Linked DNA regions of Oryctolagus cuniculus: region 1 is linked to region 2. Evidence: chromatin contacts called from public Micro-C data. All regions are on one chromosome and are shown on one strand. Each heading gives the region's core, a stretch centred on a gene start, on an enhancer-like site or on the middle of the called end of the contact. The rest is flanking DNA. Distances are from core to core; before and after follow the strand shown. Region 1 has its middle 56 kb from the start of SLC38A11. Region 2 holds the start of SCN3A (sodium voltage-gated channel alpha subunit 3).

Evidence for each region. A called contact is a pair of places that touch in the nucleus more often than the background predicts.
Region 1: a Micro-C map of ear pinna shows a contact between it and region 2, with 7 times the contacts expected there. The contact joins the enhancer-like site here to the promoter of SCN3A in region 2. A contact is called at or near these places in 3 of 6 Hi-C or Micro-C datasets (ear pinna, liver and an unstated tissue).

Annotation. Positions count from the first base shown.
Region 1 is chr3:76,418,508-76,425,785 of mOryCun1.1, forward strand. No RefSeq gene overlaps it. Among named protein-coding and RNA genes, the nearest start is that of SLC38A11, 56 kb to the right of the region's middle. Within about 2 kb of position 4,669, at least 2 of the 8 cell types and tissues checked have an H3K27ac peak or open chromatin away from gene starts, as enhancers often do.
Region 2 is chr3:76,251,682-76,258,872 of mOryCun1.1, forward strand. SCN3A (sodium voltage-gated channel alpha subunit 3) reads left to right here and starts at 2,160. Exons shown (of 28, transcript XM_070070740.1): 1 at 2,160-2,433.

The DNA.
Region 1 (7,278 bases), core at 3,419-5,918, 170 kb after region 2:
GGAATGGCTTCAGAACCCACCTGGCAATGCAGCCTACCTGGCAACAGGCTGTGATGGTTAGGGCATAAACTGCCCCTTGACCGGATTGGCTGCCTCGGCTATATAAGCTGCTATACCAACTGAAAAAAATGAGTCTATGAGCTGATCACCTCTGGCCTGCATTCACCCGACTCTCAGTGTCTGTGTGGTGACCCCACGCCTCTTGCCCCCACCACGCTTCTCCTCTCAGAATGAATCTACCTCAACACCCCTGCACTGAAGAGAGACCTTCTAACTTCCAGTCCCTAGACTCTGGTTCTTTTCACAGTGGAGTCAGGAACTTTACAAGCCACAGAAAGGCTGATACAGTGGCCATGGGCCATGCACAGGTCATAGTTTTCAGTGGTACCAAGGGGTTCCATCTTGACATGTAAATACAAGCTGCAACATGTTAAGCGAGGAAATACTTCATCACTCTCCTTCTGCCTGATACACCCTTTCTATCTCGACTACCTTTCCAATGTGTGTTGTGAAGGGAAGGTGGGCTGTGATTGAGAAAAAGACATTAAAATGGCAATTTAGTTTTGTCTCATTTTCTTGTGGGTCCAGCCTCAATGGGCTGTGTGTGTATGGAGGGAAAGAGTGACAGGGAGACTTGAAGGAGAAAAAAATATTGTTTTTCTATTCCTTTCAGGTAAATTAAAAAAAATAAAATAGCATAAGATTAGAAACTTATTTTCTGCACTTGCAAAATCCCTTTCCATGGTTCTTATAGTTCCTGAAAATTCCTCCCAGATGTTGGCATGAGGTTAAATGTCAGTTTCACATTGTGGATGCATTGTGAGAATTCCCCTGTACCTGTACCTTCAAAGGTACTGAGAATTCAAGAGGGGCTCCTGTGAGCACTATCTAGAGATCTTTAAAATAAGAATGCACAAAAAACTCAACAGTTCAAACAGCTAATATTTTAAAGAAATTCTTGGTAGTAAGTATATAAAGTATTTCTCATTTAATTTTGTCCATGATTTTTTATTAGTCTTTGAAGTTCAATAGAATAACTCACATTGCATTTGAGCTTTGGTGTTGCTGCATAGTCTCTGAACATGCTGAGCTAAATAATTTACATATTACCCTAAATAGCATCAAAGATTCATGAAGCACTTTGAGGGTTGTTCAAGCAGTTTATCTGACATAGCCAGCTTGCTGTTGATTTTAACACCCTTGCTGAATCACCCCATTGTAATTGGGTTATCTGAAAATCATAATAATGACATTTCACTCTGCTGATGTTTTTAGTAGGACAGTCCAATCAAAATAGCTGCCTTCTACATTAAAGGATGGTTCCCCAACACTACTAAATTTGAGCTAACCATAATAAACCAGCACAGACAGAGTCACCATAAGTAGACTTCAGGGGTTATTTTGCATTGGCAGGAGATGATCTAACATGACATTTCCATCTCTGCTATTACAAATAAAAAATTTGCATATTATACTTGTGGATTCTGAAACAAATTCAATTTAAAGGCTAACCATAACTGGAAATGCTATGCTATGAACTACTCTAATTTCCTTGACATTCTCAACAATTCAGCCTAAACGCTTCCTCTGAAGTATTATTGTGTCTTTTTCTCAGTCAACAGCACCTAGAACACTACTGTTGTAATTATCTTCTGATGAATCTTCCCCTTATGGAAATCACATTCAGACACCTAAATTTGAATATCAGGGCATATTATTTAAACGCCTTTGCTTCCTTGTGAATCCTTGTGTGATGCCCTCCTGGCTGAGACTAGATAGCATTTTTCTCAACTTTTCATTTCTTGATCATGAAGCTTCCATTAACTGAATTTTCAGTACCTCAACCAGGAAAATGACATCAATCAAAAGAAGTCTGTGAAAAAGGCTTTAATTCTCTCTTCTCTTAATCTAATTGATTGACATGTAAATGAGATTAAAAAAAGAATAACAAAGGCACATAGATAAACTGTGGTCAGTACAGCTTTAATCTTTCTAATGAGTAAATGGAATGAAAATTCAATAACATAATATACTTCCAGTGATCCCCAGGCAGGTATAAAATGCAAGTTTGTGCCAGAAATTTCAAGGAATTTTCCATTTCATATGAATAGTGATACACAATAAAGTTTACTTATCCACACAATAGCCAACCAGATTTTTTTATATTCAACTTAAAATCTGTCAGGACTTCTTTTAGCATATGAGATAAACTGAAACTCCTCATCACAGTCCCAGAGGTCCTTAATGACACTAATCTTGCTTATTTTTGTGGATGTTTCCTTGCAAGTCCAAGGATTTACCTTTTACTTAATCCATATCAAACCCATAACATTTCAAAACACACCCTGTTCTTTTTGTCTCTGCTGTCCCATTTCCCTAATAAACTGCTTCTTTTGTTGACCTGGCATAATCCTGCATATCATTCAAGATGCAATGAAAATGTATTTGTCACTATATACATTTTCTTGGCAACACCATTTGACTTCCCTTTATGTACATTTCCTCTAATGTCTTACCTCCATATTCCTAGGAAAGTTGGCTTATCTTTCTTTAAGGTCCCAGAGAGCCATGTGCAAACATTATTTGCTGCACAAATAACACTGTATTAGAGTTAACAGTTTATAAATCTGCTGTTTCCATTGGAGGGTGTGTTCTCTATGTGAAAAGAATGCATCTAACTTTTTCTCAGAGTACTCGGCAAGTGATGGAGTAGTAGTGCTTTTTCTTTTTATTTGCTTACTATCCCCCCTCTGCAGCCAGCAGCACTACCACTCTCACTCCCTCACTCTTTCAGTCATTTCGAACTGCCATTTTCATTCATTTCTCTGCTCTCATGACCACCAGTTTAGATTCTCCAGTGAGTATGTGACTGAAGTTAACTGTCCATTTTGTTCCTAGAGTACATATATTGGTAAATTAAGAGCCTTTCCTTTCTGTCTATGCTAGCAAGACAGGATCCAGGAAGCCCTGGGTATAGACACAGATAAAGGCAGTTTAAGAGGCTGACACATGAAGGGAAAACCTGAAGGAGGGAGGGAAAGAAGCATCCTAGTGGTTTTAGACATTCAGCTCTACATGGACAAACTTTCTGGCTCAAGCTGGTTCAAAACTGGAGTTCCGTCACTGTCAGAATATGCTAGCTAAAAAAGATTAAAATCAACAAATGCTTCTCGATTTTCCATAGCCATTCTGTGTCCCTCCTCACCCTCATGGTGCAACAAATGCAAGTTCGATGATTGGAAAAAGAAAGAAGGAAGAAAGAAAAATTAAAAATTTAAGTGGCTTAGGAATTCCTTTCAACCTCACCAAACCCACTCAAGGATTCAAAAGTTTGTGAACTTAATAATCAGAATTATTGGTGTTGGGGACAATCCTTTGTCAGATCGCCTATATCTAATTAGAAAAAAATAGAACTTCATAATGAACACAAGGACCTACTATTTAAATTATACAATAAGTACAAGAGAATTTTAAAACTCCTTAGTAAAATAAGCACATTTTTCTAATTATTTAAACATTTAAATCTTCCAGACTTAAAAAACAGATAGATCAAAATCTGACTTTGATAACTATTTGTCACGTGCTCCCCAAAGTCTGTGACACTCTTACAAGATGAAAAAATAAAACCAAATTGCAAAGTAGGAACTAGAAAGTGACCAACAATTTAAAATTTTAATACAAAAGTTTCTTATGTGGGGCCAGCATTGTGGCACAGTGAGTTAAATTGGGATTTGAGACACCCACATCCCATTTCAGGGTTCCAGTCTCACTCCTACTTCCTACCCAATTTCTTGTTAATTCTTACCCCAGGAGGCAGCAGGTGATAGCTCAAGTACTGGGACCCCTGCCATTCATGTAGGGTTAAGTGATTGACTCCTGGCTTTAAGCTGGTTGAACCCTATTGTTTGGCATTTGGAGAATGAATCAACTCATGGAAAATCAATCTCTCTCTCTCTCTCTCTCTCTCTCTCTAACTCTCTCTCCTCTTCTCCTCATCTCTCTCTTTCTATCACTTTGCCTTTCAAAAATAAATAAGCTTAAAATCTCTTAGAGTCTAAGGATATTTTTCAGCTGTAAGAGATAATTATTCTATAATGATTGTTGAAATTTTAGTCTAGTAAGCCACACATAGAGTTTTCAGAAATGCACAGATAGCACAACTTGTCCACACTCTGTTTAGAAAATAACTATATTCTTTAAATATTAGCCCTTGAAATTGAAAACCCATTATATTTTATCATTATGTAATATGTACTAAGTGCAGCAGACAAGGTACTGGATAGACGCTGCAGACTCAAAGTAATTTTTCAAATGGAAATTAATTCAGCAGTCTAGGGAAATACTATCACAAACAATGCCCTGCTGAATCTCATTAAATCAATTTGCAAAGGCATATGGGTGGAAAGGTAAAAATAAATCAATAAGATTAAAAAGGGAGTATATTGCTTTGCAGAAAAGAGAGAGGAGTTATAGCTTCTCGTTGCTAAGTGACAGTGTTTTAAGAAGGAATTATTTGTCTCCCTTATAGGATAAGGCAATTTTTAAGAGTAGAGCAAAATATTGTTTGCATATGGCCCAATTTACACAAACGGCATTCCCCTCAACAAGACCTCACTCCATTTTTAAAGAGGGAGATGAGCTTTCACTGGAGGAGCCATTGCCTAGCAACAAGATGCTAAGAAGGCAAGCTGGGCTGAGTCCTCTCTAGAAAGAGCTCCTCCTCTCTCCCCACCCTGCTGCAAGCTGCACTGACCTCCAGCACAGACAAATGCCCTTGAGAGAATCACCTTAACAACCAGAAAGCTGTAGAGTTTTGCTAAGATCACTAGGAAGGTTAAGCTTCTTTTGTTTCCCAACAGATACAGGATGCCCCCTCCATGCTCAGCACTACACAAAGCATCTTCTCAAATAGGCTTCTATTTCTTTTAAGCTCCTGACTTTCATCATAATAGAATCATAGGACTGACTACCTGAGGAGCTACAAACCTAAGGTTTATCTGGTCTTCCCTAAGACTGTCAAATGAGAATTGATCTCCATCATTCTATGTCTAGCTTCAAATATCAAACTCCTACCCTGATCCGAAAACAGGAAGGTGACAAATCCTCTGTTAAACTTCACCGTTTGAATGATTCTCAGATCTCACTGCCACTTTCACTACCTTGATAAACATACCAGTTTTTTTTTCTTTTTTTTTTAAATTGGGTCCTTTCTAAATACATACTACTTGATGCTAGAGATAAATTAAGAATGAGACAGAGTTCCCATAGAAGCCTATAGTGCACAATCAGAGTGAGTAGAGGCACAGAATGGCTATGGAAAATTGAGAAGCGGGAGGGAAGGTTGCCTGGTGGTGAGACTAGAGGAGCCTGCTGCAGTGCATCAGGGAAAGGGTGGGTGTGGCTGGAAAGTGAGCTGCCATGGGGGTGTGGAAAAGACAACCCAGGGCAGAGAGAACAAAGGCACTGTCACCACACTGGAGAACATGTCTCTCTTTCCTTGTAATTCAATAGCAATAATTGCTTATCTTGGTGTTTAAATCTATTAAACAACTTCTTTTTCAATCTAAGATACAGCTAAAGACAGTACATAAACATAATAAAAACTATTGGAATTTCACTCATCTTTTATTCAAATTACATTTAATCCAAATGTCTTTCCATATGTATCAAAACAGGGCATCAGGGCTTGGACTAGGCTGAAAATAATTATCCTTAAGGATACAAGACAATATAATAGAGTAAATGCTAAATAAAGTCTTTTTTCAAGTTGAAACTACCAAGAAAAAGTAGAAAATGTTTTATGATTACACCAGATCCAACTCTTGTGAAAGCTGGTATTCACACGTTATCTATTCTTAGATGCAGGTTTGATTTTCTTTTAAAGAAGAAGAGCAGGCAAATCAATAGACTGAGGTTGTTTAAAAAAGATAAAACATGTGATTTAATTTTTGAAAAGATGTTTCTGAAAACACTACGCCCAAAATTAGAGTTTCAGGAGCCTCTGATACACTATTCAGGGCCTTCTACTCTACCTCTCTGCTACCCTCATGTGGGAACACGGAGTATAGCCTCACAGAAAATGATGTCTGCACAAAACAACCCACAGCATCTCCAGCGTAGAACTGCGAAGGGGGAGAGATGACGTGACAAGTACAAGCCCTTCTCAGATTCCAGGAATCTGGGATTTGTTGTGACTCAATCGCTGTGCAGATGGATTTCTATTGAATAATATTTTCAGGCTTTGTTTCAAAGGCAGGAGAATTTTTCCAACATCAAATGAGAGCTCAAAATATATATTTAGAAATAGGAAGGATGAGGAAGTGAGGTTTAATTGGCTAATTAAGGCTCCAACTTGCACCATTGTGGAACGATTATTGCTCAGCCAAGAACTAAGTCTCCCCCACCCCCACTCCTCACCTGAGAAGGGTTGCACCGTCCTTTCCTAGAGTAATGATGTACATCAGGGACTTCCTCTAGCCTTCCTGGTTTATTGAAGCCAAATATACCCATTTAAAAATTAATATTCCCTTAAATTAAAATATAATACTCCCTTAAAATTAAGCAATTTTGGTCAAGTTGTATCCCATATAAAATGTAAAATTTCTTTTTGAGCTAACTTTTCTAGAGTCATCTTCAAATATGCCAGTGTTTTCTCTTTCTGTTCTATTCCATTCCTTAGAGTATGAGTAGACTCATAACTTTATCATCACACATGGTGATTCTCAAATGGCTCCCCAGATTCTCTTTCAGCCAGGCATTAATCTTGAATGACTCACCACAATCTCAAAGAGACTATTTCATCCTCCCCCAAAACCTACTTCTATGCTGGTTTTTCTATGCTCTTGGGTCGTCCATCATTTTTTCATGCATAACATCCAAAATTTATCTTTTGACCTCTCCTACTCTTTCTTCCACATTCATTTTCCAACTACTAAACACCAAGATCCCTGCTGTGGGCTTATGATACATCAGAGGAGGCTCCTGTCGAAAAGTAGATGCTTAATAAATATCCATAGGATGATGATTCAATGACTGCAAAGAAGGAGAGGAAAATGTATATATTAGGCAAATCATAATTTTGAACAAAGGCTAAAATGATAAGTGTTCTGCAATAGGGAAATGGAATGTAATCCATGTAGGAGGACAAAAGTTACAGGCTTCTGTGAAGAACTGACTTTCAAACTAACCTGTTATAAGAAATCAGGGAAAGTGGAAATATCCTAGGCAGAGAGATTCATCTGTTCTTAAATTCTGTGATAGGGAGGCATTGATAATTTT
Region 2 (7,191 bases), core at 910-3,409:
AACAAGACCTGTAGACACAGAGACCGTGTGAAGAGACACAGGGAGGGCACCACAGGAAGACAAAGACAGAAACTGGAATTACTGCCACAAGCAAGGAAATGGAAAGAGGCAAGAAGGAGTGACCCTTCCCTTGTGGGTTTTGGAAGGAGCATGGCCATGCCACGCCCTTGATCTTCAACTTTCTGGCTCCAGAACTATGAAACAATCAATTTCTGTTGGTCTAAGCCTACCATAGGTGCTTCATTAGTGCAGTCATAGTAAACAGACACATTTGGTGCAAGGAAGAAAAAGTCAAGAGAAAAAAATTCTGTTCCCTCTTGATTGCTGGCCCAGAAAAAAGAGATAGAAGCAAAACACTATTGTGGCTGGAAAGGAAGTTTGAGAGAAAGTAAGGGAACCCACTCAAATGGAATCTCTAAGAAGGGTCCCCTATATAATTTGCCAACCCAGTTTGCACAGAAAAGGTGGGAAGATGAGAAGTCAGAATATTTTAATGCAACATGGACTGTGCCTCTGTAGCCTGAAGCCCACAGAGTGCTGATATCCCAAGGGATAGGACCAGTAGAACAGACATGGCTCTCTGGAGTGCTTAAGGCCTGGAAGGGTGTTTGCACCATCCAGCTGTAGCGCAAAGCGACTCTGTGAAGATGCTACTTGTTTATTTCCCTCCTCCACCAAGGACAGCAACAAACTTTACCTGGGAGAAAAGGCTGAGAAAACTGTAGACGGCTAACAGTCATAAAGAGAAGATGCTACCATGCAAAGCCAGATGGACTGGAATCCTGGCGTCAAATGAGGACATGGGAACTCAGTAGATGTGGAGCGATGGTGATGCCTCCAGGTCAGACAAGCTTCCACACCTCAGTGGAGGCTCACCTAGAAGACAGCCAGCCAGATCTAGCCTCTGCTCTGTTCACATAAGTAAATATTCCTGAACCTAGATTGTCTCCACGAGAAGCAGAGCTGGAAGAAGAACATTATGCACTGGTTTATCATAAACCTGCAGTCCTTGAGAAAGGTCTCAAGTGATTCAGCTTACTTGAATTGAATTAGATTTATTTTCTGCCATCAGACAAAGTGAGGGCTGTAATTAAAAACTAAGCAAATGATATTGCTTAAACACATGAATTGAAAATATTGTATCAGTGATATTTATCTTTTTTGTAAAAAACTTCTTAATGACAGACATGTTTGTTTCTATCTTTGCCTTCGGAGCTAACAATGCTTGACGTCATACTGTCCATCATACAGCTGCTTCATAAATATGAACATATTTAACTCTTGATAAACTAATAAAATTAGTTATTTTCTCTAAAGTAAATATGAGCAGTCTAAAAGTAACAAAAATAGCACTTTGAGAAATCTTTTAATAGTTATTTTTATTTTGCTGTATATTGTATGCTTTGATATCCTTACAAACAATACATTTTGAAGTATTTTAAAGATTTATACACATAATATACAACCATTGACTTGAATTGTCTCCTGTAAGATGAATTTCAACTGTTCCACATGTTATACACAAACGCCATTTAAAATTTAAAATTTAAAGATCTAAATTATCCTGGTTTCAGTACAGCATAGAATATTTTTCCACATCCACACGTTATTTTTTTCAGATGTTTTACCGGGAAGCCACACAGAATGTCCATCAGTGAGCCTGCACTACATGGTTCTCCATAGAGTACAATCTTAGTTGCTTTGACAAAACAGCCCACGAGGAGAAAATATTTTCAGATGAGAACAAGTCACAAGAGACATTTTACAAAACTCCACGGGCAAGGCATAAGATAATCTAAAATGCTAATTTTTTGAAAATAATTAATAGTTTTTTTTAAAGTTTTAGTAGTTTACTGGTGAAACTACTGCAAATTTATAAATTGTAGAAAAAATCTTAATGAGATACCAATGACTAAGTGTGCCGAAGGCTCCCTTTGTGCATATACTTCTGTAGCAGGTAGGCTGCCTCTGTTTAGTATCTCGGGAAATCATACCCCAGCACCTTTCTCCCTCTCAGAGTACTTTCATGATTAACCATGGTTCCACACAGGTTTAACCTTCTTCCCTGTGACTGGGTAAAGGCGAATGTTTTTCCTGTTGGTCCATTTTGTCTGTCTGCCAGTAGGTGGCGCGGTACTACGTTGAGTGCCGCCAGACTTTTTTTTTTTTTTTTTTCCTCCTGAAAGCTGTTTTCTGATATATGTTGGGTACCATAGAGTGAATCTCAGAACAGGAAGCGGAGGCATAAGCAGAGAGGATTCTGGAAAGGTCTCTTTGTTTTCTGGTCCACAGACAAAACAAGAAAAAAATTGTAATTAATATGTAAACCTCTCTAGCCAAAAATCTGAACTGCAGGGGAAGGCACATTGTACTCTGACCATCTTGGATGCAGGGCTTTGTTATGCTGTGATTCGTAAGGCTCTGCCTTATCAGGTAAGCTGACAAAACATTTCATTATTTGTACCATAGACTCCAGCTGCCGGGACATTTTAAAATCCTTTTCATGCTATTGTTTTTAGCCTAATGTTGTTTGAATGTAAATTACAGGAACGGAAGGCATCATTTGATGTGTAAACTGCTCACTATTTCTTTATCTTTCAAAGGAAATTGAGCCTCTGTCTAGAAATGGTGACTTAGAGTACAGAGGAGGCACTAATGATCTTGTGTTTGTGAAACATGCGGATGCTATGATCCGTTCTTTTCAGAGATAATATTTTTATTATATTTGAAGCTAGCCTAATGAATTCCATGTCTTGTATATTATCTATTTAAATGTCCAGTGTTTCCAGTAATTTTTGGCATAAATGTGTAGTGAGATTGGAACTATCTTTTCTGTGCTGTGGTCTTTCATTTAAGAGCTTTGGAGAGGCCATGAATATTGGGAGTCATAACAATATAGAGGTGTTTAGCTATTGGAAATACAATATAATTTTTCCCTAAAAATCTTTTCATAGAGGGAAAAAAATCACCAACGCTAACCATTCAAAGAAATTTAACTTTCTAATATAAATGATCCTTATATGCTCTATAATGTGCTACTTCTTTTTAATATATTCATCTCATATTAAATTTTTATCTTCAATGTATTGATTTAAAGAGTATTTTATCTTCTTGATGAATTGTCCCATAAGCTGATTCCTGCATATATTTTCTATGTAGATTTAATAGAGGTTATTATCATCATTACTATAATTATTAATTATCAGGAACAAAATAACCCCAATAATTCATTTCATGTATTATCTAAATTTCTATAGTTGTCTTTCAAATATTTTGTAGCATACACATAATTTTTTCCCTTAGCAATCACATGCTTAGAATAAGAAATTTTTGACAGGAAATCTATAGTAATAATTAAAATACAAGTTAGAAAAATCATAGCTTTTTGTACATACACAACAGGTAGTGTAATGCAGCTTATGATGACAAAGGTAAGGGTATAAGTGCTTGCAGGAATTTGCATAGAAACCCTGCATCACATTCAGTCTGACGAACGTGTGCTGTATATATAATAAAGACCTTTGCTTTCAACTCAGGTTTGCAGCCAGGACTGGCCAAAAGGGCTTCAAAAATCAAATCTGAGAGGCATCCGCACTGTCATTTCTAATGACATAAAAATATTGATATTTCATTTTCAAGATTTACAATAAGAAACTGTAATACTCCTCCTAAAAACATTTCAAAATAGTGGTGGCCTCATAGGAAAGCCTCCTATAGGATATAAAGGAAACTGTTTCTTTTGAAAGGGTTCCCAGAAACGGATGTTAATTGACTTGAGAGCACTGCACACGCCTGGCTTCTGTACAGGTGACTGAATGTGAGTAACTTTGTTCTGTGTAAACACCAGAACCGGTTGATGGAAGCAGTATACATTCATGAATGGATGCTTGTGTTTTGGCCCTGAATGTTAGTTTTATGTTTCTGTATTGGAGGGAGGGGCCATGATAGCTGTAATGATCTTAGTTGCTCATCTACACAGGAAGGCAGAGGTCTTCACTTCACAAGATGTTCTCTTCGAAAATTTTTTAGAAATAAACTTGCTTTGTTTAAATGGTGTATCAAACAGATTTGAGTATCTTATTTCTTGAAGGGATCTGATGCTAGCTTCATTTGTAAGGTCAAGAATAAAACTGATTTTTTTATGTAGTAGAGTTACATCTATTGAGCTCAAGCTGGAAGTCTTGGGATCTAGTTCAAGTTCTGCTACTAATGAGATGTGTTGCCTCATAAAAAACACCAGCTATCACTGAAGTGAATTTTAATTCTTTGTAAAAAGTGGGAATTAGAGTCAAAGATACACAAGTATGTTTTTCATTTTAAGAAGCCCAGGATTCTAATTGATCTTGATTTTTCTCCAGTTGATTTCTCAGCTTAACTATAGTTTAATGTATCTTTAACTCTCACAAAATTATATATAATGATTAATGATGCACTGGATATGGGGATACAAGCAGGCAAATAGGGATATTGTAAAGGTCTTTAGCTAGTGCCTTCTGTGGTGGAAACCAGCAAGGGACAAAATGGAGAAGTGGTTACTTGACAAATGATTTAAACCTTCTGAGCCTCTAGTACATCATTTATGAAATAGGAATAGTAATGCCTCCTACAGGATTTTGTAAATAAAATGATGTCCATTCAGTGCTTAGCAAAGATCCTGAACATATTTATCCATCTTTTCCTTCTTCCCCGGTCCGAGGTCCCCAAATAACCACCAAAGGGAACAGATATCATTGTTATTATTATTGCCAGTTGTAAAACACTTTCCATACAACAGGAAGGATAAAATAAAACTGCCAAGAAAACCTGTAGCTGAAGAGTGAATGGTTCTGATCCCAGAGAGGAGTGTCCTTGCTGAAATGACAACAAAATGCAACTATAGTAATACCAGTTAGAAGCCACATCCTGGGCATTTCCTGGAGAGTTCACAGAACTCTCATAACTTCCAGAAGACAGTATTTTTGCCCAGTGATGTGATCATCGATTCCATTTCAAACTCATTTTATTTTTTTTTAACAAAATAGAAGCAAGGAGCTTTATTTCACTTTGGCTTAGTAAGATTTACCTGTTACACAGAAGACCTCAGGGATGATTCACAAAGGAAATCTAGGTTTCATGGAAAAGCACAGTTAAATGCCAAATAACTTCTATGACCACCAGGTTAGAGCCCAAAGCCCAGGAATGTCTTGGTTATGTGATAAAGTAAAAACTCTACTGTTTAAGTCCTGTTAGTGAGTGATTCCACAAAAGGCGGAAAGGCAAATTGTGCCTGATGAAATTGTTGCTGTACTGCAAACTCCCTGCTGCCCTCCAAAGGTTTTCTCTAAGTGCAGCTTCCTGCTCCTGACAGCTGTGTGCTACTGGGACCATCAGGAGCTAGGACTCCGATGACCTTTCAGCACCCCAGGCCTACTAATCCTTCCCTTCAACCACCCTGGGCCTCTTTTAACTGACTCAAGTAACTGTGCTGTCAGCTTCATCTTCATGGTAGCCAAGATGACTTAATGGAATCATGATTAGACAGTTCTGAGATGACTGAGAGCTTGGGGAGGGGAGGAGGGGACGCTTTCTCGATTAGCCAGTGCTGGTGGGGAAGTTGTTGTTAGTCACTTCCCTTGGCATTAGGTCACTCCCAGCTCTACAAGTCCTTATGCCTGGGTTTGAAGTGATCGAAAGTATCCATAAGCCTAAGTGTTGACATTTTTTTTTGATGAAGGAAAGGACATGTGACTATGGGAGGAACTGTGCAGATGACTTTTTTCTCTTTTCTTTCTATATAGAAAGATGGTGATTCAGTGATGGTTGGGAATTAATGTTTCATTTGTCTTCTAAAAATATAGTGTTCATTCTCATCTTAATAGTGATGGATGTTTTATCAGTTTTCCAAAACTGTGAGGATTAACTACTCATGTACTCTGGAATTATGATTCAAGATAATAACAGTTCTTTCCTGTGCTTTTATGTTTTTAAATTTTGATCAATTTGAATTTTGAATAAACATTTAGTTCCACTTGAATTTTGCCCCATAAGCAATTTTTATGGCAGATCAATGTACAATTTGACATCTGAATTACTATTTCTTGAGGCAGATTTTTGAGTTGGTTATAAAATTTGAGAATGAAAATGTCATATTGTGTAAGTTTATACATTTGTCTGATTAGGAAGACACTTTTGTAATTCAACTTTACATGACAATATTTTTCAATTCTTTGGTTACACATTTTCATAGGATATAATATATATATAAACACCAATTTCAGAACAAAATAGTTTTTATCTTTAATTACTAAATAATACAATAAATAAACTCTTGCTGTCTTGATAAGAAAGGGCATATTTTGTTCTAAACTGCCTGATAGGCACTTGTATATGAACCTTGCGTCTACATCCAAGCAAACAATTAGCCATTGAAGAATTATTTAAATTATCTGAATAGATACCACAAGTTTAAATGTGCCCTAGCTATTGATAGCTTTTTTTAATACTCTATTTCTTCTCAGAACTTTAAATGATATGGTCATGGGAATAATTTTAGAGAATTTTTTCCCACAATTTATGAATAAAGAACAACTGTAACTTACATACAGATTTACACTAGTAAAATACAGAGTATATAAACATACACGGGACAGTGGTAGCATAAGTGAATTTTCAGGGATTGTTTTAGTTCAGAGAAACGTTTCAAAAGCCTGGAGTTATTTCTGTAATAACTGAAATAGGCTGTCTTCCTTTAGGATTCTGCATACAGGGAGCGCTTCACATGATTAAGCTCTGTGCTGGAGCAAAGGAAGAGAAATGATGGTCCCTAAATTATTAAAGAGTGGTTTAACATTGTTTTATTCAACGGCTGAATTCAAAGATGGGAAGTCACTCTTTAAATAACTTTGGCCATTTTCTGCCAAGAAGCTCCCTTTTGGGAATTTTAATCTCCTGGTATTCAGAATATACTTCATTCTTATTTGGGTTGTACAGAACATTTTGTCCTTTCTCAGGAGTTTGAACTGGAGTAATTCACGTGATCTCACTTCTAATTACCAAGAAGTGACATTATCATTCTAGACATGAACTCAGCCTATGTTGGCATAAAGTTTAATTGGACAGAATTTTTGAGTGTAAGCCTCCATTGGAGAGCTGGTCACCTGGTAGTTCTCGGTCTCCTTTGTATTTCTGCTTGTGGCATTCATTCTTCTCCTT